Regions from separate parts of the Mus musculus genome. Here all the other regions are linked to region 1. A link is a contact called in public HiChIP or PLAC-seq and promoter capture Hi-C data. All regions are on one chromosome and are shown on one strand. The core of a region is the stretch at or near the end of the contact, and the rest is flanking DNA. Distances in the headings are between cores, read along the strand shown. Region 1 holds the start of Ccdc3 (coiled-coil domain containing 3). Region 2 overlaps Camk1d (calcium/calmodulin-dependent protein kinase ID). Region 3 holds the start of Bend7 (BEN domain containing 7). Region 4 overlaps Camk1d (calcium/calmodulin-dependent protein kinase ID). Region 5 holds the start of Sephs1 (selenophosphate synthetase 1).

Region 1 (6,076 bases), core at 1,520-4,019:
TTAGCTGCTGTTAATACTGTGATTTGACAATGCTTTCTCTGAGTCTGTTTGCCAGGAATATAAATGATGTCACACTTTCTTTCTCAGCAAATCTACAGAACACCTGCTGAACAACCTTTGTGTCTACACCGACTTCTCCACCCCACTCTTAGATCAAAGCTCTCTCCTGCCCCTCTGTGCAACTGTATTTGGAAATAAGGCCTTTATGGGGGTAGCTAAGGCTAGGCTAGTTGATAAAGATGGGGCTCTAAACCACTGGACTGGTAAGAGAAAGACAGAAGAGCACAGAGGAAAGGCCACCTCTTGCTACAAGGATACAAAATGGCTATTTACACACACTTCAGGGACAAAGGTCTTCAGAGACTCTAGTCTTGGCTTCTGAATACTGAACTTTTAGTTTCCAGAACTGGAAGAAATAAATCTCTGCCCTGTAAGCCTCCAGCCTGTAGTATTTCATCATGACAGTCAGAGCAGGTTCATACAGTAACCTTTCGAGAGTTCATAGCTTAAATGTCCAGTGAGAGACAATGAGGCTGTGCTGATAAGTGGCCTCTGATGTTTGGCCTGATGTTGCGTCACTACTCATTGTGTGAAAGTCTGGTATTTCCCATGGCAGGTAACTGCAGAGAGCCATTTGTCATCCACATCCTTGGCACTGCTGTCCCCTGGATTTATTTTTGCCTATAACTAAGACATTTTTCTACATAATTTAGGCGTCACTGAGCACAGCGGTGCACACTTGAGATTCTTGCGCGGAAGCATTAAGGGGCCACGACGTCGCAAGACCGAATCCCTGCCCACCTCCTACCACCATCAAGATAGAAATTGGTCGAGGTCGCAGGCAGAGTACTTGACACATGGAAATCTATGGCCCATGAAGGGCCTCTTTCTCACACTTGCTTCTGTTTCAGGGCTTCTATGAGGTTTGTGACAATTAAGCCTGATTGGCTCAGGGACAATAGTCTAAGCTCATGTGACCCTCATGATGTCTGAGGCTCTCCAAAACTGACAACTACATAATGCTGCCTGAAGTCTCTTTTACTGTCTAAAACTGCCCCACACCCTCCCTCGGGTTTCTTCCAACCCACCTTCCTTCTAAGCCCCCTTTGCGTAGTTTGGGATTTGTAAGAGCTGCCTGTCAACACCTGCAGCCATCCCAAGTGATCACAAAAAGAACCATCCAACCATAGTTTCAGGACACCCTGGAAGACTGCGGCGAGGTGAGGCCAGCCTTCACACTTCCTTCCCACACCTGTATATTCTCTTCACCTCATCCTAGGACGGCTCTTCTCTCCAGGTCCTGGAACAACTCCGGATCCCAATCCTGCAAACCCCAATGAGAAGCTTCCAAACAATCTTCTAAGGGCAACTTTGCTTAAAAATCTGCTGAAAATGCATTAAATACATTATGTATATTATGATAATGATATATGGCTAACACCCATAACATATAATTAATACACTTACACACAGGTATTCTCTCTCTCTCTCCTTCCTTTCTTCCTTGCTCCCTCCCTTCCTCTCTCTCTCTCTCTCTCTCTCTCTCTCTCTCTCTCTCTCTCTTTCTGTCTTTCTTTCTTTCTTTCTTTCTTTCTTTCTTTCTTTCTTTCTTTCTTTCTTTCTTTCCTTCTTTCCTTTTTTTGGAGACAGTTTCTTTAGCCCATGCTGGACTCAAATTCCCTGTGAAGCCTCCCTGTGTAGGTGAGAACAGCCCTGAATGTTGATCCTCCTGCCTTCATCTCCCAGTACCGGGTGTTTGCCACTGTGCCCCTCTGGTGAGGTGCTAGGGATCAAGTCCAGGGGGTGATGGATGCCAGCCAGCACACTGGTAATGGAGCCACACCCCCAGCCTTCTTGTGATTGATTCTCATTACACCAAGAATAGTAAAGGCAATGGAGGCTGGGCACTTTTGAGGGTTTTGGTCTCTTCTATTTTACCCACTAACTAGTGAAAAGCTTTTTTGAATTTATGGGTGAAGTTGCTTCCCAGGTATAGAACTTTCTGAATTTGGGGCTGTATAAAGCAGTTAAGCTTAAATAAATAAATAAATAAATAAGCCGTGAACAATGGATTTTCAAATCTTTATAGGGATTCTTTTGACATTATTATTACAGAAAACTCAATGTGTGTGTGTGTGTGTGTGTGTACATGATAGAGAGAGATGAGAGGGAAAGGGGATGAGGAGAGGAGGGGAGGGTGAAGGGGAGGGGGAGGAGAGGAAAGGGGAAGGAGGAGAGGGGGAACAGACAAGAGAGGAGGAGGGGATGAGGAGATAAGAGGGAAAGGGAATAGAGGAAGGGAGGGGCAGAGAAAGAGAGGAGAAAGGGAAGGAGAGAAAATATTATTCTACACGAAGTTCTGGGAAGATAAACTCAGATTTGATTTCTATGTGCTTTGATTCTAAGTCACTTGCATTGAAAACTTAAGACTCCTGCAGAGCACTCCACTGTACAAACTGAGAGCAATAGTAGGAACACCTGCCTAGGGAAAAACTCTACTGGCAAGCTCTGACCTAGCCCATAGTTGGGTGCTACAAACCAGTTAGGTCTGGTGGTCAAGGCGTTGTACGCACATCTCCTCTAGTCACCCTGGAGTCCCAGGGCGCAGGGGTTCGTCCCTTCCTCCCGGGAGTTCTGCACGGGCCGGTTGCGGGGTTGACGGACTCCCCGCCCCTGCCGCGGTCCACGCCCCAATCTCCGCCCGTCCCGTCGCGTCCTCTGGACCCTTTTTAAGCGTGGCGGGGCGAAGGCCCGGTCATGGTGATCCAGGCCGAAGAGCTAGCCGTGCACCCAGCTCTCCGGAGCGCGTGCAGGCGAGCCGAGCGCCCCGTCCGCGGTTCTCGGGCAGGCGCTGCGGGCTCCCCGGCTCCCCGCCGTCCCGGGCACCCGGGCGGGCCATGCGCCCGGGCTAGAGCGTAGCCGCCGGCATGCCGCTCCCGCTGCTGCTCGCCGCGCTCTGCCTCGCCGCCTCCCCGGCGCCCGCGCGCGCCTGCCAGCTGCCGTCGGAGTGGAGACCCTTGAGCGAAGGCTGCCGCGCCGAGCTAGCCGAGACCATCGTGTATGCCAAGGTGCTGGCGCTGCACCCCGAGGTGCCTGGCCTCTACAACTACCTGCCGTGGCAGTACCAAGCTGGAGAGGGAGGGCTCTTCTACTCCGCCGAGGTGGAGATGCTGTGTGACCAGGCGTGGGGCAGTATGTTGGAGGTGCCCGCCGGCTCCCGGCTCAACCTTACTGGTCTGGGCTACTTCTCCTGCCACTCCCACACGGTGGTCCAGGACTACTCTTATTTCTTCTTTGTAAGGTGAGCCTGCCCCCCTCTGCGGGCTACCTGCAGCAGGTTAGGAGCGCCCCGGGGGATCCGTTCCCCCTCCCCCAAACTAAACCACGTCCTAGGCTCTTCTCATTCTTTCCTTGCTCTGACCGCCCTTGGCTAAAGCTGTTTAAGATACAGTGATGCCTTTGGAGTTTATATGTATAGACCGGGTTAAAGACAAAAAGGTTAATAACGTGCTCTTGTTTATGAGATCGGATTTTTCTGTGATCTTCCTGCCTCAGCCCCTGAGTAGGGGGATTACACGCTACCACACGCAGCTATCAAAGTGCTTTCCAATCACTCATTTGATGTTTTGAGAAAGATGACCTTTGCCATCAGTTGTTGGGATTCTTTCTGGCTTTGAACTTCTTTGTATAAGTTTCGAGCCAGTTCTGAGTCCACTCTCACGCTGCTCCCCTCCACCAGTTCCTATCTGGATAAAAGTGGGAAGCAAATCGTGACAGAAGCTCGCGAAGCACCTGGGAAAGTCCTGTCATTTAATGTACACCCAAGCTCTCCTTTCCTACCCACCTTGATGCCAGAAAGCAGCCCCCCCCCCCCCCCCCCGTGCGCTGTCTTGTCTTGCTCTCTTATACCAGCTACCCTGTAATTCAAATTAGCAGAGCTTGACTGGGCCCGCTGGTGGGAAAGGTAAAGACCCCGGGTCACAGTGCTTTGAAGTGTGCAGAGGGGGGAACAGGCAGGTGGTGGGTCCTATGTAGACACCACCAGTCTTGTGAAGTTCCACTGAGGTTGGCCTGTGACCACAGCAAATTCCCCCAAATTCAGTTCATTTTTTATCTACTACTGAATTCAACCTAAATCACAGGTAGGAAACAGCTGGTGGATCCTGAAGCTGTGGGTTGCTTCTAATTTAATAAAGATGGATCTAGAACATGAGGGGTGGGGGAGGATAGGATTTTATAAAGATGGATCTAGAACATGAGGGGGTGGGGGGGGGAGGATAGAATTTTAGCCACGTTTTAAGACAGTGATTCAATCCAAAGGCTTATGACAGGTACTAGTCTCAGTCTTACCACTTGTAAACCAAGGTTTTGGGAATAATTCTGACCGCGGGCTGCAGATTCAGTTTTGAAGTCTCTGAGAAAGAAACTGGTAAGCTCCGCAGAAGGGGGACTGACCGGTAAGCTCAAGGCCACATGTGCTTTCCATAGTGAAGGCAGGCTAAGTTTAGAACGCGTGTTCTGCTTTGTGTGGCTTTGAGCTGCTTAGCCAGATTAGGTTGATTTTTTTAAAAAAATTAAAAAAAATTTTTTTTGTATTTGTCTGGAAAATATTGTTTCTAAATAAAATCAGCCAGGACTCTGAGCGTGCCTTTTCTTGATACAAAGAAATCCGAGTCGGCCTTTTCATGTTTTTATTTAGGGAAAAGACTGAAAGCCCAGCTATAAAACAACTCGACGCGGCTTTATTTTCCACTGGATGAAAGCTCGAGAAATGAGCAGGCAGTGTTGGACTTTTGCTTATTATTATACATTTTTTAAAAAATCACAACATGGACCAGTGACTGTGCGGTGGTCAGTCACTGTTTTCATCTTTTGTGATGATCTGTTGGCAGAAAGTCACACAATTATGTGACAGACTATCTTTTCTTTGGGCTGTCTTGCCTTGAAGAAGGCTAATAACTGCACACAAGGCATCCATTCCTCCTCTGGTCTGGCCTTTCTCTCCCTCTTGTTCACTCGCTGTGAGTGGCAAATGGAAAGGAGAGAGGGTTTGTGTTTGGCTCTTTCCATGGCCATGTGGGCCTGTGCACTGGGGCAGATGATTAAGAAGCAGGGGGAGGGGCTCTTCACCTCGTAGCAAGCAGGAAGCAGAGAGGAACATAGGAAGGGCGCACAGCAGGACATAGCCCCAGAGGCATCCCCCAGTGATTTATTTCCTCCAGGTAGATCCACCCTCCGGAAACTTCCCATTCTAGTTGGGTACCAAGGTTGAAACAAGAGAGGAAGGGGGAACATCTCAAATTCAAACTGGAACCCTTAGGTTAGAATTCTTACCTCTTTTTTTTTCTTTCTATTTCTAATAAGCACTTTACACTTAGTTGTGTGAAAAGGTTCACTAATATTTGTACTGCATCCGCTCTGTGCCAGGCTCTTCATCATCCTTGTGTGTGTTGGATGTGTGTGCTACGCGTGTATGTGGTTCATGTACTGCAGTGTGAGCACATGCAGAGGCCGGAGGAAGACGCTAAACACCTTCCTCTACCTCTCTCCACTATATTGTCTTGAGAGAGGGTCTCTCACTGACCTGGAGACTTGCTGTTTGGGCTAGGCTGGGCTAGCAGGCTCTCACAATCTGCCTGTCTCTGGCCCTGTGATGGTGTTACTAGCGTGCACAGCCATGACTGGCTGTCTATGGGGGTGCTATGGATTTGACCTTGGGTCCTCCTTCACACTTGATCAGGAAGTGCTCTTACCCACTGAGTCACCTTTACAGTTTTCCAGTGTAATCCCCATGAGAATACCAAGAAAGCATATTCTACTACAATCCTCTTGTAGCAGATGGGAAGACGATGGTGCTTAAAGAAGAAACTGGTTTCATGTCATGAGCCCAACATAGCAGTGAGACTTGAATCCAGGTCACATTACAACTGCTGCCTGCTCACCAGGAAGCAAGGGACACTATGAGACATGGGAAATAGACAGGAATGCATACATCGCCCTTTCCTGTTGTCTAGAGTCCATTCGTTAGAATCCCTTAGGCTAGACTCGAGCATTGTAAAGGGAAAGCAATGAGAAG
Region 2 (6,076 bases), core at 1,588-4,087, 510 kb after region 1:
AAAAAATGAACTCATGCTTTCTAGATAAAAGCAACGCTCTTTGTATATGAATAACCCCTCCCAAAACATCACCTTCTCTAAAGAGAAACCATGCTGGGATAGAGTTCCCCAGGACAGAGTTCCCATTTATCTAAAACAGTAGTTTCTCAACCTGTGGGTCAGTATGTCTTTGAGGGCAGGGGGGTTGAAAACATTTTCTTGGGGGTTGCCTATCCAACATCCTGCATATCAGATATTTACAATTCATAACAGTAGCGAACTAACAGTTGTAAAGTTGCAATGAAATGATTTTACGGTTGGAGTCACCATGAAGAGCTGTAGCAAAGGGTCCCAGTGTGAGGAGGGTTGAGAACCACTCACACAGAAGGTGTCTGCTGAAGGAAGCAAGCTTCTCTTTTATGTCCCCAGGTGGTTCCAGCTGCAAGCTGTGACTTGAGACCCAGCAGCTGTTCACACCCAAGGCACCACGTCCCTCGTCGTACCTGTTATTATGTGGTAACCCTCATGGATGTGGGGCCACTTCAATCACGGCTACTGAGTTATTTTTCTCCATCCTTGTGTAATTATCCCATTACCAATGCATGCTGAAAGCTAGACTAACCGGAGAAAGGCACACAACTAAACTCCTTACTAAGATTAGTTATCAACAGATCTCCACACATGCTCCCAGCATCTGCTGGCAGCCAAACTAAAAGGAGAATTTTCATAGGTACAACTATCACATACAGCGGAAAACTGTGCCCAAAAGACTGACCTCCATGGGATATTAGGAAATCGCAAGAATGTGTCAGGAAATTCTCTAAAGAGATTTTGGGGACTCGGAGATAGCTCAGAGATAAATTCACTTGATGTGCATAAGGCCCTGGGCTGGACCTCCAGCAAACAAAACTTTAAAACAGTCCTGGGCTGGAGATATCTATAATTATATCTATATAATCCTGTTCAGTCAGTACAGTGCTGCCCACCATGGGTAAGACCCTGACTCAAACTCCAGCACCACATTAACCAGGCGTGGGGCACACGGCTCTTATCCTGCTGCTCAGCACTGGAGGCCCTGGAGGCCCTGGAGGGAGGCCCTGGAGGGAGGCACTGGAGGGAGGCACTGGAGGGAGGCCCTGGAGGGAGGCACTGGAGGCCCTGGAGGGAGGCACTGGAGGCACTGGAGGGAGGCACTGGAGGGAGGCCCTGGAGGCAGGAGAACAAGGAGGCCATCCTTGATTTCATAGCACGTTCCAGACCAGCTTAGACTTACACAAAATCCTGTCTCAAAACTGACACACAGAGCAGGTAAAATGGCCTGGCATTTACAAAGGACAGTGCCAGAAGGTAAGCACCCACAGCCAGTGGCTATGGCACCGGTGACACTCGGTCGGTTCCATTGGAGAAATGCCTGCGTTGTGAGTTCCGTGCGCTCACAGCACAGCACCCTGGATCTGCTCCGTCCACAAGAGTTCCTGAGAGGAATTTCACTTGGTCTGGAGCTCTCGGGGCGAAGCCGAGCTGGGTCAAGCTTGAGAAAAACAGCTTTATTGCTGGGAGGTGGAAGCCAAACACTCTCCAGCCCAGCACGCCCACCTTATAGACGGCATAAGTGGGCCTCACTCCGTTCCTCCTCCTGCCCAAGATCCAGATGGCAGGGATTTTATAATATGACCTTCGGGGCTGCACAACAGTGGGAGGAACATCCCTGGATAGCAGAAAGCAGCGTGGGCATCTATCTCAGCTAGTGGAGGTGAGAGCAACTTCATGGCACACACAGTGGTGTATTTGTGTATCTCATGTGTTTGTGAGTAGGTCCAGAGTGCTCTGTCGTGAGTACATGGAGCACACAACCCAGGCAGTTCTTAGCTGACAACAGAACCAAGTCTGGTCAGTTCTACAGCAGCCTGTCCTCTCTTCATCTGAAAGCCAGAGTCCCGGGCCTTTTAGTCGTCCCAGATACTGGTGCGAACCCAGAGGACAGATGGCAACTCTCAGAGAAGGCAAAGACAAAGCCATCTTAGGGTCTTCATAGGAGAAAGCTGGAGTTTCTCAAGCAGAGTGGCTGATACATTCATTGTTCTTCTCCTGAAACCTTCTGTCTGCTCAGAGAGACACAGGCTATTAGGAATACTCAGAAATTCCAAGTCTTCCAGGGTGTTACACACTTGTAGAAAATTCCAAATACATGTGTATATGTGTGCATACATATATGTATGTGTGTGTATACTCACACACAGAAGAACAACAACATATACCAGAGAAGCTTCAAGAAAAGCAAGGTTACTTAAGTTTGTAAACCTTTGTCATCTCAAGACTAATGCAGAAACCCCACTGGCAACAATGTCCTACCAGACTTAGGAGGAAAAAAGGTAATTCATAAAATAATGGTAAACACTGTTGAAAGTGGGCCATCCATTGAGGCACGGTCTGAAAAGGACCCTTATGTCACACTTCCCTGACCTCAATTGCCGGAATGCCATCTTTTCAAAAATTCCATCAACGTGATTTTCAACTAAGCCTGAAAAAAGTCATCCGTTCAATTCTTCACTGCTGAGTGAGAAGCTATATGGAGTTCAGCGTGATCGAAATCACAACGAAAGGAAGACAGACCTCGAGCTGTGTCATGGTAAAGCAGCCCTGGTGGTCACTGCTCACACGGCAAGAAACTCATAACACAGCAAATACCTACACTATAATTCCTCAGAAACAGAAGAACAGCTTGTCCACTCTTGGGATTTCCTGCAACCAAGGAATAATAGAGACTCTATTTTTGCTTTGTGGTGTGTCTGTGTTTTCTCTGTTGATTAAAACTGAATCACTTTCTGGCTGCATTGAGAGTCCACCAAGGCCCACTGGGGAGTCAGCTATTGGTTCAGTGCTCTGTGCACTAGGAAAACCTTGGGTCTGACTCATTCCTAATGTGCACCCTGCCTGCTGTCAATAAAACCTGTGGAAAAGTCAGGAAACAGGACTTGGCTCTGGGTGTCTGGTATATTTTCCCATTTTTCATAGTAACTTGGAAAACATTGCTACCCAACACTGGAAAATGTTACAGCCTGTTAGCAACAGGTACAGGAATAACCCTGTTGGCAACAGGTACAGGGATAACCCTGTTGGCAACAGGTACAGGGATAACCCTGTTAGCAACAGGTACAGGGATAACCCTGTTAGCAACAGGTACAGGGATAACCCTGTTAGCAACAGGTACAGGGATAGATAACCCATTTCTGTTCTTGAACCTGCCAAGTGGCCCTAGGCTAGAAACATCATTTTATTGGATTTGGTTTTCTCCAGATTGTCTTTTATTTATTAAAAAATAATAATAATTAATAAGAAAGGAGGTAGAGTCAGGTATTCATGAGATTATGCCCGTCAAGTATTAAGGAAACTAGATTCAAGGGCCAGAGTCTTGGTCAAAGAAGTATTACTATGCAAACATGATGAGCTGGGTTTAACATAATAACTCACATAAAAATCTGGGTGTGGTGATGTGCACTTAGACTGCAAACACTGACAAGGCAGAAACATGTGAGTCCCAGGCACTTCAGCCAGCCATTAACATCAGACGTCCCTATGTGTGTGCACACGTACGTCTGAACTGCAAGTGGGGGGTGGATTAAAACTATCAAAGTTCAGTTTACAGCTCTTCTCAGAGTTTTACAAAATGGCAATGCTGCAAACCGATGACCTCTTGCTATCTTTCTTTTTTTTTCTTATTAGGTATTTTCTTCATTTACATTTCAAGTCCCCCATACCCTCCCCCCCCCCCTACCCCCTACCCACCCACTCCCACTTCTTGGCCCTGGCGTTCCCCTGTACTGAGGCATATAAAGTTTGCATGACCAATGGGCCTCTCTTTCCAGTGATGGCCGACTAGGCCATCTTCTGATACATATGCAGCTAGAGTCAAGAGCTCCGGGGTACTGGTTAGTTCATATTGTTGTTCCACCTATAGGGTTGCAGACCCCTTCAGCTCCTTGGGTACTTTCTCTAGCTCCTCCATTGGGAGCCCTGTGATCCATCCAATAGCTGACTGTGAGCATCCACTTCTGTGTTTGCTAGGCCCTGGCATAGTCTCAAAGTTAGGTCAAAGGGAGACCTTGAGGCTCAGTTAATCAAGAAAAACAAGCACAGGGAAGCAGTCAGCTGTTGTTCCATACAAGCAATCTTCAAGCACACCACACATTCAGGTGTAGCCTTCAACTTCAATAACGCTGTGGAATATTCTCAAGCCAGCCTAGACCACCATTCCTTAACACTTATCATATAGAGATCTGGGATTCCTGGATAGGTACAATTCCCCAGGCCTTTCAAGTGTCTTCTAGTCCTATTTTAAAAGATTTCAATTTATAAAAATACGGTGAAAAAAATGTAAGGCTGCTCATTGGAAGTTGGCAAATTCTAGTTCTCTCCTCTGCCATTCCTCTGGAGCCCACTAAGACCCTGGCTTGTGGCAGTTCTTGTCTGTGGACAAAGCCCTTCTCCTGTCCTAGCTCCCACAATATTCTACCTGGGAGATTAGTACACAAGGACGGCTGGTCCCTAAGATGCACATTACATAACACACTCCCTTCAGACCACTCATGATCAATTGCCTCCAGAACAGGTGGAGTTACCCTGCCCCCTGTTCTCTAAGTGACACTCTACCATTTTCCAAATTTTCTGTGCAACCAGCAATCAAGACAGGAAAAATAAGCAAAGTCTTACACACTGACAAAATGCTGATTTGTCTATTCTATTAATAATATAGAATCTCAGCGAACGCAAATGGCAGAGCATGAATAATCACGCAGAAAGTTCAATCCAAGCCAAACATTTCCCTCTGAATTGACATTTCCAGTAACCTGTCCACTAACATAGTTAATAGTGCTTTATATGTTTTAAAAACGGACAAGCTGTTGGCAAGGGCTTACCCTGAATTTCCTAAGGAAAATGATGTAGATACAAAGGATAATTAATGCAGATGATACCCAATTTTAAATTCTGCCTTTTATTCTGTTATATTTGACTATACATTGTATACAAGTATTAGCATATGAATATTCACATACTATAAGTATTCCTGCCCCTCAGTCACATGACTATCTTTCAAAGAAGACAAAAATAGGGGCTGGAGAGATGGCTCAGAGGTTAAGAGCACTGGATGTTTTCCCAGAGGACCTGGGTTCAATTCCCAACACCCTCACGGTGGCTCACAACTGTCTGTAGCTCCAGCTCTAGGAAATCCAACACCCTTACACAAATGAACATGCAGGAAAAACACATAAAATAAATAAGTAAATTGTTTTTAAAAAGAAGACAAAAGGAATCATGATTGTAACCTGCTTCAAACAGGGAGTCATTTTCAGGCTGTAACTTTAGAATAATAATACATAATATATTTAAAGGGCCTTTAAAATATGATGGAGAGGTAACACATAGAGGAAACAATTTTCAGAAAGTATTTATACATACAAATACTTTTTCACTACCATTATCATCCAAGATCCTAAAGGAAATGGCTCGTTGATATAGTAAGTAGGCTGTCTTTTTTTTTTGGGGGGGGGAATCACATGCATTGTAAATAATACTAATATAAAAGAAAAGCTTTGAAGAATATGGCATCAATATTCTAGAAAGAGGAAATTAATATACTGAGAAAGAGATATTAAAATGGGGAGGGGACTCTAAACCCATGGGCAGGTAGCAACTCAAGCTCAGAAAGAAGACAGATTAGCAAGGAGGGGGGAGAATATCAAACAGGATTAAGTATAGAAATTCCAAAGGCCTGTTTTGTGAAAGCTTTTGAATAAAGAAACTGATTCTTCATAATGTGTTATTTTTTTTATATTGGACTGCATTTGGCCATCCAGAGAAGTCTAAACAACTTCAAACAAAGCTATGTCTATGCAGGCAAAGCCAAGCGGTGAATTAAAGCAATCCATCATTCAGCTGAGGAAGGCAGAAGACTGGGCCACGATGACTAAGAGGGTTTTTCATGGAAGCTATCCAAGTTCAGAGGAGCGGTTGCTACATTTTCTTCAGCACTTGGCCTTGACAATTCTGAGATGATGAAGAATACCCATCACAACCCTTCCAGAGAGATGCCTACAAC
Region 3 (6,076 bases), core at 1,842-4,341, 420 kb before region 1:
TTTGATTGTTCTTTAATGTTAATACAAAAGTCCAAATTATTCATATGGCTCATGTTATATTTCTTTTGGGAAATGGGAGAGCTAAATAAAGATGGGAATTTTCATAATACTATTTATTTCTCTTACGACATAGTTTCCAGAGAATTTTAAGATTTATGTTACGGTTATTTAATGTTTTCTGGCCAAATTACCTGTCTTTGTCAAAGATTAAAACCTATGCTTAATCTTTATAATCAACCTGGTTTTGGAATGGCCATATAATAAGATGTTTGGCCTGCATGATGTCATGGAATATTTGCCCAGACTTACCCCGAGCTCCAGAACATGTAAACCTGTGGTTCTGAAGTTTCTGAGAACCTGTAAGTACTGAGCAGAGCTAGATCTAAAGAGTTTGCTAGGACACCTCAACCCAGACACTATATCCAAACAAACCAACAGTGCTGACCCTCGACATCTCTATGCTGAAGCCCCGACCTTGAATGACTGGATATGGAGATGAGGTCCTAATCGACAGTAATTAAGGTTAAAAGAAGCCAAAAGGGCAGGCTCTTGTCCATAAATTGTGTAGTCTTATAAGAGGAACTGGAGGTTGGAGGTCAGTGTGCGGGGGAACCAGCTCAGCAACTGAGAGCACTTGTTGCTCATGCAGAAGACCCAAGTTTGCTTCCCAGCACCCACCCCACGTGGAGGCTCACAGCCATTGCATATCCAGTTCTGATCTAATGCCCTCTTCTGACTTCTGTGAGCACCAGGCACACACATGGTGCTCATACACACATTCGGGTGAAACACATAAACATAAACTAATAAAATAATAAATCTAAAACATTTTTAAATACCAATTGTGAATGCTCAGGCAACAGGCAGCAGTTTACAAGCAAGGGAAAGATCCCTCCCTCCCCAGAGACAGACTGTATCAGACCTTGATCTTGGACTCCTTGCAGTGATAGGAAAGCAAATTTCTTAAGTCAGGCAGTCTGTGATATTTTGCTAAGTTAACCTACACAACCTATTACAGATACATACCCAGTCAAGGCAATTCCAGCTTGATATTACTTAATACTAACTGTAGATCCATAAATTTGTTGGATAAAGCCACAGTGGTGTGTACCAAGTAGAAAGTAAATAAAACTAGTTGATATCCCCTAGAAAGCAATAGAACAGGCTGTTTCATAGTCTTTACACACCATGAGTGGATACTCATGGACCATCTTTGAAGAGCTCAGTCAAAAGGGCAAAGACATAGTTACTATTAATTTTAGGTAGTCTCTTAAAATATCCCCTTAACTACATAGAGGATATTCCCTTCAGCAGGTAGAAGTCACATTCCTGCTTGAACTTAAAGTGAATGATATCTTTCCTAGGGATGTACTTCTTGGGGTGATACCTTCAATGATTTCATCATAGTTTAAGCACAATAAAAGCTTACTTTATGCTCCAAGGCGAGACTACTCTGCATTATTCAATTAGCGTAGTACTCAGCCTGTGACTATTGGAATAAAATTTGACAAGGGATCTCTCTCTCTCTCCCTCCCTCTATCTCTATCTCTATCTCTCACGGCCCCAGAATGGGGTGTAGAATGTTTTCTTACTTTAGAAACATCCCAGACACCTTCAGGTTTATAAAATTCTGGTTTTGAATGGAGGTGGGGGAAGAAACAAGTGGGATTATTGCCCAAACCACTATCATACTGAACCCTTCACTGCATCTTTTAACTCTAAAGAGATCAAAGAACTTCACCAAATACAATTTCATTTCTTCCATACACTTTTCTGGGAAAAGGACTCAGCCTCTAACATAATCTCAAAGAAGTAGGAAAAAAAAAATGAATCCCCTCTTAAAGTGATTTGCTTTAGAGCTGGATGAAGCGCTTGGTCTCCCTGCGGCCAGCCGGGTGTCCACACTGCCGGGTGTCCACACCCGTGTCTATCCACACCCGTGTCTATCCTGTTGTCTCCAGCTGGCTTGCTGCTCACCGGTTCTTTGGTTTTATTTCCCAGGCATGTTTGCACTGCTTGCTCCTTGGTAGTCACCCTGCTTCTAACGTCAAGGTTCTATCAGAGTGGCTTTTGAACGGCTGTCCATTTGAGTGCAACTAACCTCAATCATTCATCAAGACAGCCCACCCCAGCCCCCTCCCCCCTTTTCTCTGCATTCTTTGGAGCAACCTGACCTTCCTAAGGTGTTGGAGCAGCAGCCCATCCCTTCTTCCCCTTTGTACTTTGGTCTAGAAACCGTAGATTTGGAGGCCGTACTTTTAAGCGTGTCAGATCATGTTTCCACACTACCATTCCCAGGTGATGTAAAAAATCTTTTCTATTCCCACTTAAAACATGTGGTAAGAAATGGCGCCTACAGTAAGTGCACACTTGGCTCCCCAGAGAAAAAGATTACATAAAACTCCCAATGGCCATTGGCGGACGGCAATTATTTTGGTATTTCTGCGTCAAGTGGCAGAGTCTATGCACCTGCTATGACCACTGTTTCCCTAAGAGCCTGCACCCCCTTGCACTCCTCACCTCTAGTATTCCTCTCCCCAAAACACCATTCCAAGCACCCCCTTTGCATATAACTTCCCCTACAGTCCCCAGGGTGGGGATAAGAATTGATGTTCGCTCCATCCCATAGTCTTCTCAGCAGTACATGCTCAAATTTCTCTCTGTTTGCTCCAAGAGCGCGGATGGGTAAGTTCTTCACCCCCTCTTAAAAGTTGCCTAAAATCCGCGTCTGGCCCTGGCACCGCCCGCCTCTCAGACAGAGCGAGGGCTGGCCGCCAAGGAGCCACGATCCCTGGCTTATTTCTAAAGGCAGGTTCGCCTCCGGGAGCCGCAGAGGGAGGCCGGGCAGAGCGCGGCGTCCGTCCGGGGGGGCAGCTCCACGGGCCCGGGCCGCTCCGGACGCTGAACCGCGCGGCCTCCGGCCCATGCCGGGTCGCCGCACGGCCGAGTCCAGCAGTGGCGGCGGCCCCCGGGGGATGGCGGCGGCCGGGCTCCGCCAGCAGGTGGTCCCGGGGTCCCGGCGGCGCCGCCCCCTTCGACGGCGCGGCCCCTACTCCCGCGGGGGAGGTCAGCGCCCCGGCCGCCGCTCCGCACCCGCCGCCGCCGCCCTCCCTCGGCTCGCCGCGTCCCCCGGGCCGCGTCCGCAGGCTGAGCCCAGGCGGGCCGCGGCGAGCACCCCACAGCTCCGCGCCCCAGCCCGGCCCCGCTCCCAACGGAAAGTTGGGCTGCGGCGGGCTGCGTTCGGGAAAGAGCGAGGCGGCATGAAGGGGCACCGAGGGGTCGCCTAAGACACCGGGGAGGCGGAGCCGCGCGCGGGGACAACTTCGCCCCGGGCGCGCAACCCCCGGCCGGGCTCGCGGTGGTTCCTCCCGTCCCTCGGCCTCCCCCGCCGATCGCGACGCGGACCTTGGTCCCGGCGGCTCCGCGGCGGTGACACGAGCCCGCCTCAGCCGCCGCCTCAGTCTCCTGCCGCGCCGCCACCTTGCCCGCACCATGGAGTTCTCGGAGAGGAAAAGAAGCAGGAAATCCCAGAGCTTCAAACTGGTGAGCCGAGGTAAGCTGCCGGCCCGGGGACAGCGGCGGGAAGCCGGCGCCGCGCTCCGCGCACTCGGCCCCGCGCGCCCCGGCCGCCCGCGGGCTCCACGCCGGGGGCGCGCCCGCCCCGACCCCCTCGTCCCCGCCCGAACCCGGGCCCCCCGCGGGCCGCACACGCCCCGCCGCGGGGAAAGTTGTGCCTGAGGGGGACCCACCGGGTGTTATTGAAGGTAAACAAGTCGGAGGGCACGTCAGGAAATTAGCAAACAATGACACCGGGGAGCCGAGCCCACTCTGGGGTGCCGCCGCCACGGCGGCCGCTGGGCTGGGGTGGCTGAGGGTTTGCCTGGCCGGCAGGCCGAGAATAGACTGGGATTTGTTTTTGTTTTCGTTTTTTTTTTCCTTCCCCCACGCAAAGAGAAGGAGGAGAGAAAAAGATGATCATTGTTCTTTTTAAGAAGAATCAGCTCATTAGGGAATCGAAGCTCAAGGCAGAAATTGTTGACATACAGCATCTTTTCCAGTTGAGTGATTTGGGTGGAAAGGTAGTTTTAAGATTATCTCGTATACCAGTCAGACAAGTGTCGCATCACAAGAAATAAAGAAAAATCCAGCTTGGTCCTGCCGACTAACAGGTGTACAGCACACTCTTTATAGGCGTTTATTTTGTCCGGGGAGGAGAAAGTTGAGTAGTATCTCCTCTGGGTTCTGTTTCTTGTTCGAGTCCATCTTCCTGATTTGAGTCTTTAAAAAATGGTGCCAACTCGGACAAGAAACACCTGTCAAAATGTATCACCTTAATAATCGAGAATGGTGATACCCCCCCCCCAACCTCCCCAGAGGTAATGGTACAAGTTCTAATATGAGCCCACACTCTTTAAATATCTTTGCATTAACTTGGGTCAAAGCCAAATCAGAGAAGCGCTCCACTTTCCCTAGGTGGTTTTTATCTACCGCTAGCATCTGAGGAAAGAGCCACATGATTGTTCCAAGGGCCCCAGCAAAAGTCACATGTGAACAGGTGACTATTGGGAGGGTGATTGCAAGGGATGGAGTTTTTCTGAACTCAGCTAAGCAGACATGAGGATTTTATAAAGCTCACTTTTGGTTAGTCTGGAAACGGTTTAATTATAGACATTTTTGCAAATCTGCTCATCTGTGTTTCCCCTAATTTAGCTTTGTACTGTTTAACGATAGAGGCCTGAAATAGTGTAGTGCATGCATTCAAAATATTTGGCTACTCCTTCTCGGCCTCCACCTCCCCAACCAGGATGTTGACTACTCTGGAAGTCTCTCTGAGTGTGATGGCCCTGTTGATACAACGTGCTTCGTTCAGGAATGGAGGCTGCTTTCTTATTTATGACCCCAGGAAACTGACTACTCTATCTTAAGAGAGAGGGTAGTTTTGTCATGTTGTCCTGTGACAGCTAAGGCAAACAACAAACAAACAAGCCCACCCAAACCTTGGACAGCTGTTGAGAAGGGACCTCTATTTTCATACCTGGGTGGTCCTGGTTTGTAAAGAGCTACATTATCAAAATGCTGTAGCTTCCACACGAGATCCCAAGATGTTATATTTGAAATTTTGATTAACATAGTAAGTTTTTCCTTCTTTTTTAATGGTGAGTGATTCTGCTGTGCAGCTGCTTTTCAATTTTTTTTTTGGAAGATAAACTATTGCATCTTCAGTAAGGGCAGTAATTGCAAAAGATTCACTTATGTGAAAGGTAAAAGACTTGCTTCTTTTCAAAGTATACCTTTAAAAAAATAACACATCAATATCTTAAAAAAAAAATGCATCCTTACTTTTAAGCTGAGATTTTCTGGGTAAACCCAGTAGAGAGGCAGTTCCGAAACATGCTATTGATATGCTCACAGAAATGGTAGTGGAAATACGTTTGAGAAACTCCATTGGCCTGTGATTTGGCAAGATTTTTTTTTCTTTTCTTTCTTTTTTATTTATTTTATTTTATTTTTACAAATATACTTGCTGTAGCCAAGCATATCTGTTTTGTAAGGCGCAGTGGTATTTCAGGTTCCTGTACTTCACAGTAAGTAACGTTTGGTGATTAGTATTGACTCCGATTCTGTGAGAGTTCTTGAAAGTATACTTGTAGATTATACATCTGGGATGGGAGTCTTTAGGTGCTTATTCCTATTTGTTGAAGTCATTAAAATACTAATTTTCGGTTATTTTCTCATGCCAGATTATCACCATGAGGTGTATAAAATCTCAGAATTCAGCAATGATGTTAATGGGGAGACCAAAGAGACACAACCCATTTACTTAGGTAGGTTCTTATGTCAATTAATTTCTCAGCAAAACAGCGTGGCGTGGCCATTTGCAATTTCAGGGGCAGGGTGGTGGTGGGAGAGATTATGGAAGAACGGGAAATGTCTGCCATTGCTTAATGCATGACATTCTTTTCAAGACCTTTTATTTTACAGATTGCCAATATATCCCTTATTAACATTGCTAAAAGTTGTAATTTCAGACATAAATGTTTATTAGTGTCTACACACAGTGCTAATTATCACTCAG
Region 4 (6,076 bases), core at 1,774-4,273, 260 kb after region 1:
GGAGGAGGAGGAGGAGGAGGAGGAGGAGGAGGAGGAGGAGGAGGAGGGAGACTATAAGTGTTTGGTGTGGGGAAAAGGATGGTACATAGAAGGTATGACCCTAAAATAAGTGAGGACAATCATTTAGGTCAACTCCATCCAGCTTGCTTCCTTTATGTTGGCTCATTTTTGGTCAGAGCAAAATCAGGGGAATGTCTCCCTCCATTCTTCAGTAGTGTAATGGGATGCATGGTGAGACCTTGTGGGAAGCATTTATGAAACAAAGGGTGCTCAACACAGTCTGGTCAGAGAATCTGTAGGGTCAACCCCCCACAGTGGTTTCACTGTACCTCTATTTGGTTTTGATGAGTCAAACAAATCTCTCTGATGTGTTTTGCAAATGTGAATATGCCCAAGAGGACGATAGGGAAAAGAAAGGCAAATTGAAGAGATGATATGAAGTCAGTGGGGACTTCCTCTGTCTGTTCTCAGTGTTCGTGGGAAGGGTGAGATCTAACAGTGAAACTCTCAAGGTCCTGTGTGTTCAGAAAAGAAGCATAAGAGAGGAGGATCAAGAGATGGGTGGTTCCAGCTTTAAAACAATGAGAAAGCCTGTGAAATCAAGTCACGACTCATGAGTAGAAACAGCCCTGAGGTTCTTACATCATTAATCAATTAATTACATCACACACCAAACACACATACACACATACACACACATATACATGTACACACATGCACACACACACACACACACACACACACACACACACACACCATTCTTGTGTTGTATGAAAACTCAAACACCATTTCATAATCAAAGAAGTGGCACGCCAAGCAATAACACTGCTCAGTTCAGCCTGAAGTCAGAAGACCCACTCAGCCATCAAGCTGCCTTTCAGGGAAGGCAATCTATCTCCCCTAAGTGCAGATTTAAAAACTAGAGGGAGCCATCTGGTGGCTTGAGTGTCTGTTAATTAAAACCCTTCTCTTAGCTTTGTACCCCATGGGCACCTTTACTTCAGCAAAAAGGCATTAGACAAAGCAGTGGTGAGTCTGGACACCAGACCTGAGTTTGATCCTTAGCATCCATGCAAAAACAAAAACAAAAACAAACAAACAAAAACAACAACAACAAAATAAACCCAGACATGGTGGTGTGTAACTGTAACCCCAGTCAGTGCTGGGGGACCCCAAGGGCTTGTTGGCCATTGAGTCTAGCCAAAATGGCAAGTTCCAAATTCAGTGAGACCATATCTCAAAAAAGGAAAAAAAATAATAAGGTGAAGAACCAACTGAAAAAGACGTCCCAAAGGCAGACTCTGGCCTCCACATGTACTAGCATAGTGGAGTCCAGATGCATATCTGCATATGTATACTCACACACACACACATACACACAGAGACACACACACACAGACATGTGCACAGACACACACATACACAAATACACACATACACATGCACACACACACCAAACACACACATACATACACACACAAACACACACACATACACACACAGAGACACATGCACACACACACATACACACATACACACACAGAGACACATGTACACACACACATACACACACATATACATGTACACACATGCTCATGCATACACACACACACATACACAAACACCACACACACACACACCCCATTCTTGTGTTGTATGAAAACTCAAACACCATTTACTGGGAATTAAAAAAAAAGAAGCTTTCCTGTGCTGTATCAATGTCAAACATCTATGTTTACACAGAATCTAATCAAGATTAAGAGTGTGTACCCTCAGGAGGAATACTGGAAGTATTTCCCTATTTCTGAAAACGAACCCAAATGAAGAGTCTATGAATGGTAAAAGGTTTTGCTTTGAACTTGATCTTAAGATCAAGTACCACATGCAGTAGGAGACAACTGAATAGGAATAAAACTAAAAATTAACTGAAATCATGTGAGCCAATGGCCCCCTGAGAGGTTACACAGGTTTCACGAGCTTGGTCATGTTTCCATTTTGGTAGTAGACTTTTCCAGAAAACCTCAACTACTGAAACCCATTAAAATAATTTGGTTTAATGTGCCCTTCCATTCAGTTCTGCCTGGGGATTGCTACTGATTGCAGTATAATGTCTGTTTTTGCAAATGTTGATTTTCTCCTCTGTGGCAGATCTTTTTATTTTTTTTCTCACGGAGGAAACTTCATGTGTTATAATCACCAGGAAATAATTACTTCAAAACTGGAGACAAAGCTGGGCATCGTGGTTCGTGCCTTTACTCCCAGCATTTACTATGTAGTGGCAGGTGGATCTCTGTTAGTTCAAGCCAGTCTGCAATACAGAGTGAATTCCAGGCCAGATAAAATAGTGAGACCCCCCATATCAAAAAACTAACAAAATAAAAGGAAACCTGCAGACAGTTGCCTTGAGTCTGAGGTGCTCCTTTGTGCCAACAATAACCTCTGTCAACGTTTCTCCTCTCTCTCTCCAACTTGCTCAGCCCTTAGCTGTGCTCCTGAGCATAATTTCTTTTTTTAATGAGGAAAACCAGTCCCTTCATGAAAGCCTAATTACACCGATTTCCCTGGGAACTGTGAAGAACAAGCAGTTAAAGGCTCCCCATTATTTCCTTTGTCGTTAACTGTTAGACTGGAACTCAGCTGTAAGAATGCACCGGAAAAGTTGGCGTAAATGTTATAGAGATCAAACTGTAATTTTTCAAATTACTTAAGAACCCAATACAAAGACTCCTCTTAGGAAGAGGACATTTTCGTCTCCTATGGTAAAACCGCAGGTAATATTAGAAAGGGATGAAATGTACTGTCACTGGAGTGCTTCTAAAGCTAATTGCATTCTGATTTTAATATTGATAAATATGTTTATAATGAGAAAACATCACAGTGCGTTCCTAGTGAAAACGTAGCATGACTGCCACAGTTAGCGTCAGCTATCAACTTGACAGAAACCTGGAGTCACCTGGGATCGGGGACCACAGATGAAGAGTTGCCTACATCCGACTGGCCTTGAGCCATGCCTTCGAGACATTTCCTTAATAGCTCATTGACGCAGGAGAGTGTAGCCCTGTGGATAGTGCCAGCCTTAAGACATGAAGTTGGGCTATATGTCTTTTTAATTGCTACTAGGCATAATGTTGTCTTCAGTCTCAGATATTAGGAGGCCGAGCTACATGAATTCAAGGATATCCCGGTCTACAAAGTGAGTTCTAGGACAGCCTGGGCTACAGAGAGAAACCCTGCCATCAACAAACAAACCAACAACCTAAACCAAAACAAGACAAAACAAGACAAAATTCTCACAGATCAGTGCTTTATTCAGCCATCATTAGAGACGCTTCCTCCTGCAGCACATGGGGACAAATGAGTCTCTACCCATTGCCAGACATTATACAGAGAGAGGGAGGGAGGGAAAGGGAGAGGGAGGGGGAGGGGGAGGGGGAGGGGGAGGGGGAGGGGGAGGGGGAGGGGGGAGAGAGACAGACCTCGGAACACACCGCTCTAAACTAGATTTTCCATCAAATTCCTCCCCACAGAGCTCAGGGAAACCCATGAAAGAAGAGGTAGTAAGGACCAGAGGACATGGAGGACACGGGAGAACAAGCCCTCTAAATCAACCGGGCAAGTCTCATAACCACTCGGAGACTGAAGCAGATGCACGGGGCCTTCACGGGTCTGCACCATGGCCGCTGTGTATCTATCGTAGCTTCAGTTCAGGATTTTTATGGGCATCGTGAGCGTGTGAACAAGCGCATCTCTGACTTGTGCCTTCTCCTGGGAATCTTTTTTTTTTTTTTTTTTTTTTTTTTTTGGTTCATTTGCCTTGTCCAACTTGGAGGGGATGTCTTTTATTTTATCTCATTATATTTTATTGTGTTATGTTTTGTTGTTATCTCTTAGAAGCCTGTTATTTTCTGATGAGACAGAAAGGGAGTGGATCTGGATGGGAAGGGGAGGGAGGAGGCGCTGGGGGGAGTAGGAGGAGAGGAAACTATAACCAGGCTATACTGTATGAGAAAAGAATCTATTTTTAATAAATGGGGAAAATGGAAACCAAAAATCATATTTCTAAAACACAACAAAGAACCTAGCTAAGCACGTACTAGGTAACAAGCCGGTTAGCAAGGTTCCTCCATGGTCCCTGCTTCAGTTCTTTCCCCGAGTTCTTGCCCTGGCTTCCCTGGACTGTAATCTAGAAGCCAAATAAACCCTTTCCACCCCAAAGCTACTTTCAGTCAGAGTGGTTTCTCACAGCAGCAGAAGACAAACCAGAACGATGACCGAGGTGACCAGATACATGGGTGATGGTGTCCATACTGGAGAGAGTCTTGCCAATCCACCCTCTTCTTGCTGTCCTTCTTGCTCAGGTGACAGTCTCAGAAGCAGAGATGTGGTTGGCGGCAGGGGCCAGGGTGTTAACCTGGTCTCAGGCATAGTGCACACTAATCTAAGTGTACAATTGAATGAGATGCCAGTTCAACTCCAGAAAGCCATTCAGGCAACCCCAGGAATATTGTCGACTTGAGTTTAACTGTTGACAACTGTGATAGTTTAAATGTGAAGTGTCCTTCTGTTCATATGTATGAACACTTGGTCCCCATCTTTGTGAAGTTATGAAACATTTTGGACATAAGACCTAGCAGGTAGACAAGACTCTAGGGGCAGGACCAGAGATTTATATCTGGTCCAGGGCTCCTGTGTTATGAGTTGCCCTAGACATAGACTTCTCGTTACCTTGACATCTCCTGCACATTCCCCATCGTGTTAGACTAAGCCTCTCCAACTGTCTGAGAAAATCAATCCTGCTTCCCTTCCTGAAGTTGCTTCTTTCAGATATTTTGCCACGGAAAGGGGGATAGTGACTAACGTCACATCATATGGGTATAGCCTTCATGACGAGAGGTGATCCATGGGCAAAGGCACTGGGGACTCAGAGGCAAAACACTGAGTTACAAGTGCTGATCTCTGTAAGAACTGTTCACAGATACCGAGTTATAACTGGAGTCTGGAGCCCTTGTCAAAAAGATATAATCCCAATATCCACCTTGACCCTTGTACAAATGACATATTTGCTGTCAGAAGCAAACTGTGACATCCCTCCTGTAGCCCTTTCTCTCCACCCAGTTCTGAGACTTCGGTAAGAAATTGCTTCATAAGTAGGTGGGCATGCTGCCAATTTTTCTAGCAAATTCCAAAAACTCTGCAGGTATAGTGCATAACATTCTCAGCTGCAGGTGAATTTGCCCCCTCATCTAGGGACATGTGGCAATGCCCAGGGACAATTCTTTATTTGGGGACTAAAGGATGTTACTGGCATCTGCAGGTAGGAAAAAACGAGGACATTTTTTTTTAACCATCCTACAGTAAATGGGACATCCCTATACAGAAACAAAATTATCCAACCAACATGTCATTAGTGTCAGATTAAGAAACCCACTTCTAATGGGACGAGAAAATGACCGCCGTAGTGTGATTTGTGTGCCCAAGAACAAGACACCTGCCATGAAACCTACTAGAACTTGGAATCAGATGCACACTCCACACAGCGCCTGACACATTAGACATTCAATGTACACTCTGCTGCCTGCATTTAAATAAGCAAAATGCCATTCCCCTAGTTCAAGGATAATCCAACCTAAGAAACAGACATCACTAACTTTTGTACAATGACTTAAAAACAGTCTCCTTCAGTGATTATAGATAATGGAATTGCCCTTTACAGGCAAAAAAAAAAAAAAAACCAACGGAGAGAGAGAGAAAGAAAATTCACATAAACTGTTAGAGCTCTGTATTGTGGCCAGGGGCATCAGATCATCAAGTGGCAGTTATTTCACTATATTAATATTTGGGGAACATGCATATTATTATTATTATTATTATTATTATTATCTTCTATAAAAGTATTTTATTATCTATAAAAGTAATACCACAGAAGTAATCTAGTAAAGAATACTAGCAGTTCTTTGCTACTTTGTGGGTTCTTCTTTTTCCCCAACCCTTTATCCCCCAAGTTTCACCCCCTATCACTAGGTAGGAGAGAAAGAAAACGGAGAGATAGTGATCCCTGAATGTAATTTCTTTCCTT
Region 5 (6,076 bases), core at 2,653-5,152, 260 kb before region 1:
CAGTGCTGATCTGTGTGTCCCTGTTCCTTGCCTCTTCCAGGAGCCGGTGTTTGAGGACCATTCTTGGGTGTCCCTCTCTATCCCTGGCCACTGTCTTCATAGAGCTGCCTCTTTATGTGCTCATGTCTCCACGCCAACTTTTTAAGAAAATACGTTGTATCTACGTGTTTTTATCTGCATGTAGGTATGTATATGCACCACATTTGTGCTGATGTCTAAGGAGGTCAGAGGGAGAAGGCATTGGGTCCCCTGAAACTGGAACTAGAGGTGGTGATGATGAGCCATGTGGTGTGGTTCGAGTCTTTTGCAAAACAGCTGAGCTCTCTCACTAGCCTGCTAGGCTCATCCCTTCCTCCTTTTAAATTTATATTATGTTTATGATTATTATTGTTGTTGTTGTTGTTATTAGGACAGTTCTCACAGTATAGCCAACCAGGCTGACTTCTCAAGCGCATGATCCTCCTGCCTCTGCTTCCCAAGTGCGGGGATTCCAGGGTTGCACCAACACGTCGGCTTGCTTTGCTTTTTTCTTGTCCTTTTGCTGTGTGTTTGTGTAGGTGCCTGTGTGCCGTGTGATGATGGGTTGGAGGAGAGCCTGAGGCATCGGTCCTTGCCTTTCTGCCTTACTTGAGACAAGATCTCTTCAGTGCTATGGAAGCCAGGCTGGCTGCCTCCCACCTCCTTCTAGGCACATAGGACTGTAGTCAGCTGCCCTGCTGCTTTAATGTACATTAAGTGGACTTTTATACGGATTGGGGCATTCAAATCCAGGTTCTGAGACTTGTCCAGCAAACACTTGTACCCACTGAACTATCTCCGCAGTCCTGTTTCCTCTGCCTTAGAACACACCAGCCATTAGATTAGGACCCATCTATATTCGTCTTGATTCATTTTCATGATTTCATTTGCAAAGATCCCATTTCTTTTTTTTTTTAATTTTTTTATTTATTTTATATATATGATGAGTACACTGTAGCTATCTTCAGACACACCAGAAGAGGGCATCGGATCCCATTACAGATGGTTATAAGCCACCATGTGGTTGCTGGGAATTGAACTCAGGACCTCTGTTAGAGCAGTCAGTGCTCTTAACTGCTGAGCCATTTCTCCAGCCCAAAAGACTCCATTTCTACAAGAATCCTTTTGCCCTGCTGTTTTGACAATGCTAGAGATGCAACCCAGAGCTTCTCACATTCGAGATAGTCACTCTACCAACAAGCTAAACTCCAGCTAGCCCTGTTTTAAATAAAGCCACCTTCATATATACTGTGGTGATGTGGTGCAGCTTGAACATATCTTTTGGAAGAATGGGAGGCTACCACTCATTGCACCTACCAGATGTTTCAAGGGTAGCTGGTTAATTCTTATTTCTAATAAGCCTCAGCATGGTAGTACAAGTCAGAGAAACTCCGTCTCAGATGGGATCACTGGAACCTAGGGATGTTAGGGAGGTGTTTCCCAGGAATGGGGTTCTGAGGCCCTTTCAGGTGAGCTCTCTGGAATTACAAACTGGCAGAATGGCTGACTAGAGGGAGTTCCATAGCAAAGCAATACAGGTAATTAAAAAAAAAAAAAAGCCATCGTGAGCACAGTAAGATGGTCCACTGGGTAGCTAGCCTCAAGTCTAGTGCCTCCCAGTAAATCAAGGCATCTGTGTCTCCAAGACTCTGCAGTCAACACTGCTGAGAGTTTTGGAGTCGGAGTGTAGAGCTCAGTGGTAGAACTTTTGGCTAGCGTGTGAGGCCCTGGGTTCCACACAGAACTTGAGAGAGGCAGAGGCTTGCTTCAGTGCTGCTGGAGACCTCCGGCGGTGTATGGGGGAGGAGAGGGTAGACCTGGAGGTGCCTGTTACCTTATAGGGAGGGAAGAAAGCCTTGCTCACATTTCCATGGATACAGTGCTCTGTCCAAGATCTCCCTCTGGGTTAATCCTACCTCTCTCCGGGGCTTAGGGTACCATGCGGATGACACACAGATTTGCATCTCAAAATTCCAAACTGCTTTCCCAGTTACCTGGAGTACTCAGCAGGCACAGAACTTAGCATCTTGAAGGTTGAAGTTATTGCAAAACTTGTTAGCTTCCCAGCAGTTCCAGTATCAGAAGTGTCAATCACTGGTCATTCAGTCCCCAAAATTAAAACTGGGGGACCTGGCCGGGCAGTGGTGGTGCACGCCTTTAATCCCAGCACTCGGGAGGCAGAGGCAGGCGGATTTCTGAGTTCGAGGCCTGCCTGGTCTACAGAGTGAGTTCCAGGACAGCCAGGGCTACACAGAGAAACCCTGTCTCTAAAAACCAAACAACAACAACAACAACAACAACAAAAAAAAAAAAAAAAAAAAAAAAACCCTGGGGGATCTGATACTTACCCCTCTCTTCAGTGCACATTAAATCACACCAAACCCTTCCCTTCTGCTGCTCCCCAATGCTTCCAGTTCAAGTACACATGCAGGCTTAGTACAGCTTCATTAAAACAATAACCCCTAACCCAGGGTATTATTCCTCCATCACCACTGAGAAAGAGCATCCTTCAACATTAACAAAGAGCTAAGTCTCCTTGGAGGGACACACAAATCTAGACATGGGGTCCTGCTGTGTCATCCACTTTTTTTTTTTCTCATTGTGAAATCTTTTGAAAAAAAAAATCACTTTTTTTTTTAACTAAGTGAGGAACAAAAAAAAGTTACATTGTTTAAAATGCAAAATCAAATTTAAAAGGCAGAACCGGACAAATGTAACTGTATAACCCTTTCCCTCTGGCTTTGGAGTCCTGGTGTGGTATCTGGTGAGGCTGTGTTTGTGTCTTCTGACCATTCAGAAGAAACTCCACGTTCATCAACGATAAATCGATGTCCGAAGTCTGATGCTAAGGAGCCCAGGTGCTACTGTATTCTCCCAAATGTATTGTGGAGAAAAGACACAAAGGCAGGAGATGCCTGTGTCCATCTCGCCACACTTTGCACCCTAGATCCCACTCCTAAGAAACAGGCAAATGGCAATTTCAGGAATGAAAAGGACATCTGCGGGGTGTACGAACCTAAAGACAGCCAAAAGATACAACAGTTCTGCTTCTAAATAATCGGGAAAATGCGAACCTATTCCTAACCAAGTTTGCTCTGCTCAGCTTTCCAGAGAAGTCCTTCGAAGGGACACGCTCTGCACCAGCAATGCAGTACGAAGTCGGAAATCTGAAGTTACTTCAAGTGAAACCGCATTACCAATGTCAATTCAAGCACACAGGATTAGTCTGCCATGTTTACTTGGACATGAGAAGAACAAATGGTATAACCCGGACAACATAAACTCTCCCTCCCCAAAATGCAGATCAAAGATTCAAGAAACTTCACAGAGCATTTGCATATTTCACTGGGACTCCAAAGAAATGCGGAGCTACGCTCAAACAATAGAATGAAGAAAAGATGGGAGTCACTGAGAATGGAGCGCGGGGTTAAGTTGGGTTTTCAAATGTCTCACTGGGGGCGACCTTGGCTCCTACACTCTGCACATTGTTCCCATGGGCACAGTCTCACTGCAGCAGAGATTCGGGAGCAGGTATTGCATCCCGTGGGTGATGCGGGGATCGCACCCAGCCAGGTTGTGCAAAAAACAAAAACACTCTGTTCCCTTCTCGCGGGACAGAGATGCGAAAGTAGGTGGCCCCCATCACTCAAGGTTGCTGCCAGTGCTGCTCGCAACTTTTGAAATCAATCTACCCCCCCCCCTTTTTTTTCCTTTCTTTTTTCTTTTGCATCATGCAACGGATGCCACCGTTCCTGGGGTTTGCAACCCCCCACCCCCTCCCCCGAGACCAATCATTGCCGCGCTCGGGCCTCTGCACAGCGCCCCCGCCCCCTTCCCGGGCCGCACGCAGCCACCACCGCCGCTGCCACCGCCACCAGCAACCCGGAGGCGCTCCGGCCACCGGCCCGCCGCCTTAAAGGGAGGTGGCCGCTCTTAAAGGGACCCTCACGCGCCCGGCCGGCGGGAGCGCGGCGGCCCGGTTCCCGGAGGGCCGCGCCCAGCCTAGGCCGAGCTCCACGCGGCGTCCGAGCGCCCGGCGGTGCCGCCGCCACCGGGAGCAGCATTTTTTTTTTTTTTTTTTTTAAATTCAGGCGACGCTTAAGGGAGCCCAGCGCGCCCGGTGCATTGTGGGAGCGCCGCGGCCCGTTTTCGGGAGGAGGCGGAGGGCGCAAAGCGAGCCGGTAAGCGGCGGGCCTGGCGAGGGGGGGCGAGGCAGCAGGCTTAAAGGGGAATAGCGGGCCGCAGGCCCGGCGCGGCCGTTGCAAATCCCCCTCCGGGCCGCCCGGGACCGCCGGGGAGCCGTGCACCGGGGCCCTTCGCGCGCCCTGCCTGGAGAGGGGGCCGAGCCCAGGCTTTGGTGGGGCCGCTTTAAAAAAGAAGCGCCGCCCGCGCCGCTGCCTCCTCCGCCGTCGCCGCCGCGGCACGCGGGGCCGGGGTTGGGAGGGAGGAGCGGAGGGGGAGGGCGGCGGCGGCCACGCAGGGGTTAATCTTTTCGCCCGCCGACATTTTTGTGTGGCGGCGCGGACGGCGAGCCCGCGCGCGCGCGCGCTCTGCCTTAGCCGCCCAGTGTCCTGGCGCCGAGCCGCGGGCCTCCCCGCCCCCACTCGGCCCTCGGGTCCCTCCGGTCCCCGCCGGCGACGGTCTCCGCGGCAGCGGCGACGCGGGGCCTGCGGTGCAGCATGGCCCTGCCGGTGGCCTGCCCGCGGCAGCCGCGCGGCGCGGTACAAAGAACGCGGCCCGCGCCCGCCGTGCCTTTAAAGGCGGCAGCCTGAGACTTAAGGTGTCCCCTGAGTGGCATCCTCCGCGCCCGGCCCCATGGAGGGCGCGGGGTCCCGGCGCGCACGCCGCGGCGCCCGGGCCTGTGAGCACGCGCGGGGCCTGGGGGCTGGCGGGGAGGTAGGTGTGCTGCCCCACCGCACCCCGCTGCCCGAGCCCGCCTCCCGCGGGAGCGAAGGGGTTAAACGCGGGCTTTAAATATTCATGTCATTGTTTTAAAGGTGTAAACATGTGGCTTCCAGGTCGGACGCACTCCCTCTACCCAAAGCACACCCCAAATTCCATCCTTTTCAAATAGCTGGAGTTTCCTTTGAGGCCAAACCGTGTGACTTAGGTCTCCTTGCACTTGGGAGTTTTTTAACTGCTGAGTTTTCTTGATGTAAGGCGTTTTTAAACTTTCCTAACCAGAAAGTGTAGGGAAAATAAGGTAAAAGAAAGGTGCTCTTCGGAGTCTCTCTCCTGCCTTTTGGTTGAGGCCGTGAGGATTGGAGGTAGGAAAATAGATTCTTTATAAAGGGAAGTCTTCCCGTTTTGTACCAGGTAGAGGTGAGGCAGGCATTTTTTGCAAAATGAATGTGATTTTCCAAACCTTTCTTCGAAGGTGAATTTTAATTCGCACTCTTTCCAAACTGTTAAATGGCTTCAGAATGCCCATTTCGGAAACTTGCTTGGCTCACACTGCTCTGTAGAGAAGTTTGGTTTCTATGAACGATGAGCGAAATCCGTGTCGGTAGTTTCCCGCTGAAATCATTGCTCATGTCATGTTTGTGATGATGGTTTGGATTGCCGAATTTGGGCTTTGTGAAATTTAGTTTAAATGAGTGATGTACTTCCTGGGGGATGGAAAACTATATAAATGGGAATTATGTTTTCAATCATAAATTTTATGGGAGAAACCGACCCTAAAACTTAGGGTGTCTGTAATCCTATGCCCAATAAAGCATCAGTCAGAAAGTGTGTAAACCCCGGGAGCACTTAACTGGGTTTTGAATTAGATGCAACCGGAAGAGCTGGTGCGGAAATGCAGTGCGTGGTACCCAGTGCCAGACGACTAGTGATCTCATGAGATACTGTTTCTTTTTGTAATGAACTAGCGAGTTTTGTCAATGGTGTGTGTACTGGTTTGTTAGGCAGGATGTTTGCTTTCTAGGAATGTTAAAAAACATCAGCGAACTTTGCAAGCACTCTCTTGAACGGCATTGTGTTTTACAGCCATGGGAAGCCTTGGGGGGTTTTGTTGGTTTTTAAGTAGTGTCTCCTTCAGTGACTTCTCCCATTAGTT

The links. HiChIP or PLAC-seq counts read pairs in DNA pulled down with a chosen protein or histone mark. Capture Hi-C pulls out chosen DNA fragments and counts their contacts.
Region 2: an HNF4G HiChIP or PLAC-seq map of pancreatic cancer cells shows a contact between it and region 1. The contact joins the enhancer-like site here to the promoter of Ccdc3 in region 1. A contact is called at or near these places in 5 of 39 promoter capture datasets (cranial neural crest, embryonic stem cells, frontonasal cranial neural crest and 2 more) and 3 of 115 datasets of contacts at active chromatin or transcription factors (embryonic forebrain, pancreatic cancer cells and stem cell-derived neural progenitor cells).
Region 3: a contact with region 1 is called in a promoter capture Hi-C map of adipose tissue. The contact joins the promoter of Bend7 here to the promoter of Ccdc3 in region 1.
Region 4: a contact with region 1 is called in an H3K4me3 HiChIP or PLAC-seq map of embryonic forebrain, with 4 times the contacts expected there. The contact joins the enhancer-like site here to the promoter of Ccdc3 in region 1. A contact is called at or near these places in 8 of 39 promoter capture datasets (the 3T3-L1 cell line, 3T3-L1-derived adipocytes, the HPC-7 cell line and 5 more), 1 of 15 datasets of contacts at CTCF or cohesin (large pre-B cells), 2 of 484 Hi-C or Micro-C datasets (beige adipocytes and nephron progenitors), 9 of 115 datasets of contacts at active chromatin or transcription factors (craniofacial prominence, embryonic forebrain, embryonic limb bud and 3 more) and 1 of 9 other capture datasets (embryonic stem cells).
Region 5: a contact with region 1 is called in an HNF4G HiChIP or PLAC-seq map of pancreatic cancer cells. The contact joins the promoter of Sephs1 here to the promoter of Ccdc3 in region 1. A contact is called at or near these places in 1 of 484 Hi-C or Micro-C datasets (embryonic stem cells), 1 of 115 datasets of contacts at active chromatin or transcription factors (pancreatic cancer cells) and 2 of 9 other capture datasets (adipose tissue and pancreatic islet).

Annotation. Positions count from the first base shown.
Region 1 is chr2:5,135,007-5,141,082 of GRCm38.p6, forward strand. It overlaps Ccdc3 (coiled-coil domain containing 3), which reads left to right and starts at 2,770. Exons shown (of 3, transcript NM_028804.1): 1 at 2,770-3,301. The coding sequence starts at 2,928.
Region 2 is chr2:5,642,999-5,649,074 of GRCm38.p6, forward strand. All of the region lies in intron 1 of Camk1d (calcium/calmodulin-dependent protein kinase ID), which reads right to left. Among named protein-coding and RNA genes, the nearest start is that of Camk1d, 69 kb to the right of the region's middle. Within about 2 kb of position 2,838, at least 33 of the 459 cell types and tissues checked have an H3K27ac peak or open chromatin away from gene starts, as enhancers often do. A contact at or near this core is called in pancreatic cancer cells, where this site is marked.
Region 3 is chr2:4,714,740-4,720,815 of GRCm38.p6, forward strand. It overlaps Bend7 (BEN domain containing 7), which reads left to right and starts at 3,092. Exons shown (of 9, transcript NM_178663.4): 1 at 3,092-3,553; 2 at 5,742-5,825. The coding sequence starts at 3,493.
Region 4 is chr2:5,395,693-5,401,768 of GRCm38.p6, forward strand. All of the region lies in intron 3 of Camk1d (calcium/calmodulin-dependent protein kinase ID), which reads right to left. Among named protein-coding and RNA genes, the nearest start is that of Gm36853, 84 kb to the right of the region's middle. Within about 2 kb of position 3,024, at least 8 of the 459 cell types and tissues checked have an H3K27ac peak or open chromatin away from gene starts, as enhancers often do. A contact at or near this core is called in embryonic forebrain, where this site is marked.
Region 5 is chr2:4,877,662-4,883,737 of GRCm38.p6, forward strand. It overlaps Sephs1 (selenophosphate synthetase 1), which reads left to right and starts at 3,903. Exons shown (of 9, transcript NM_175400.6): 1 at 3,903-4,199.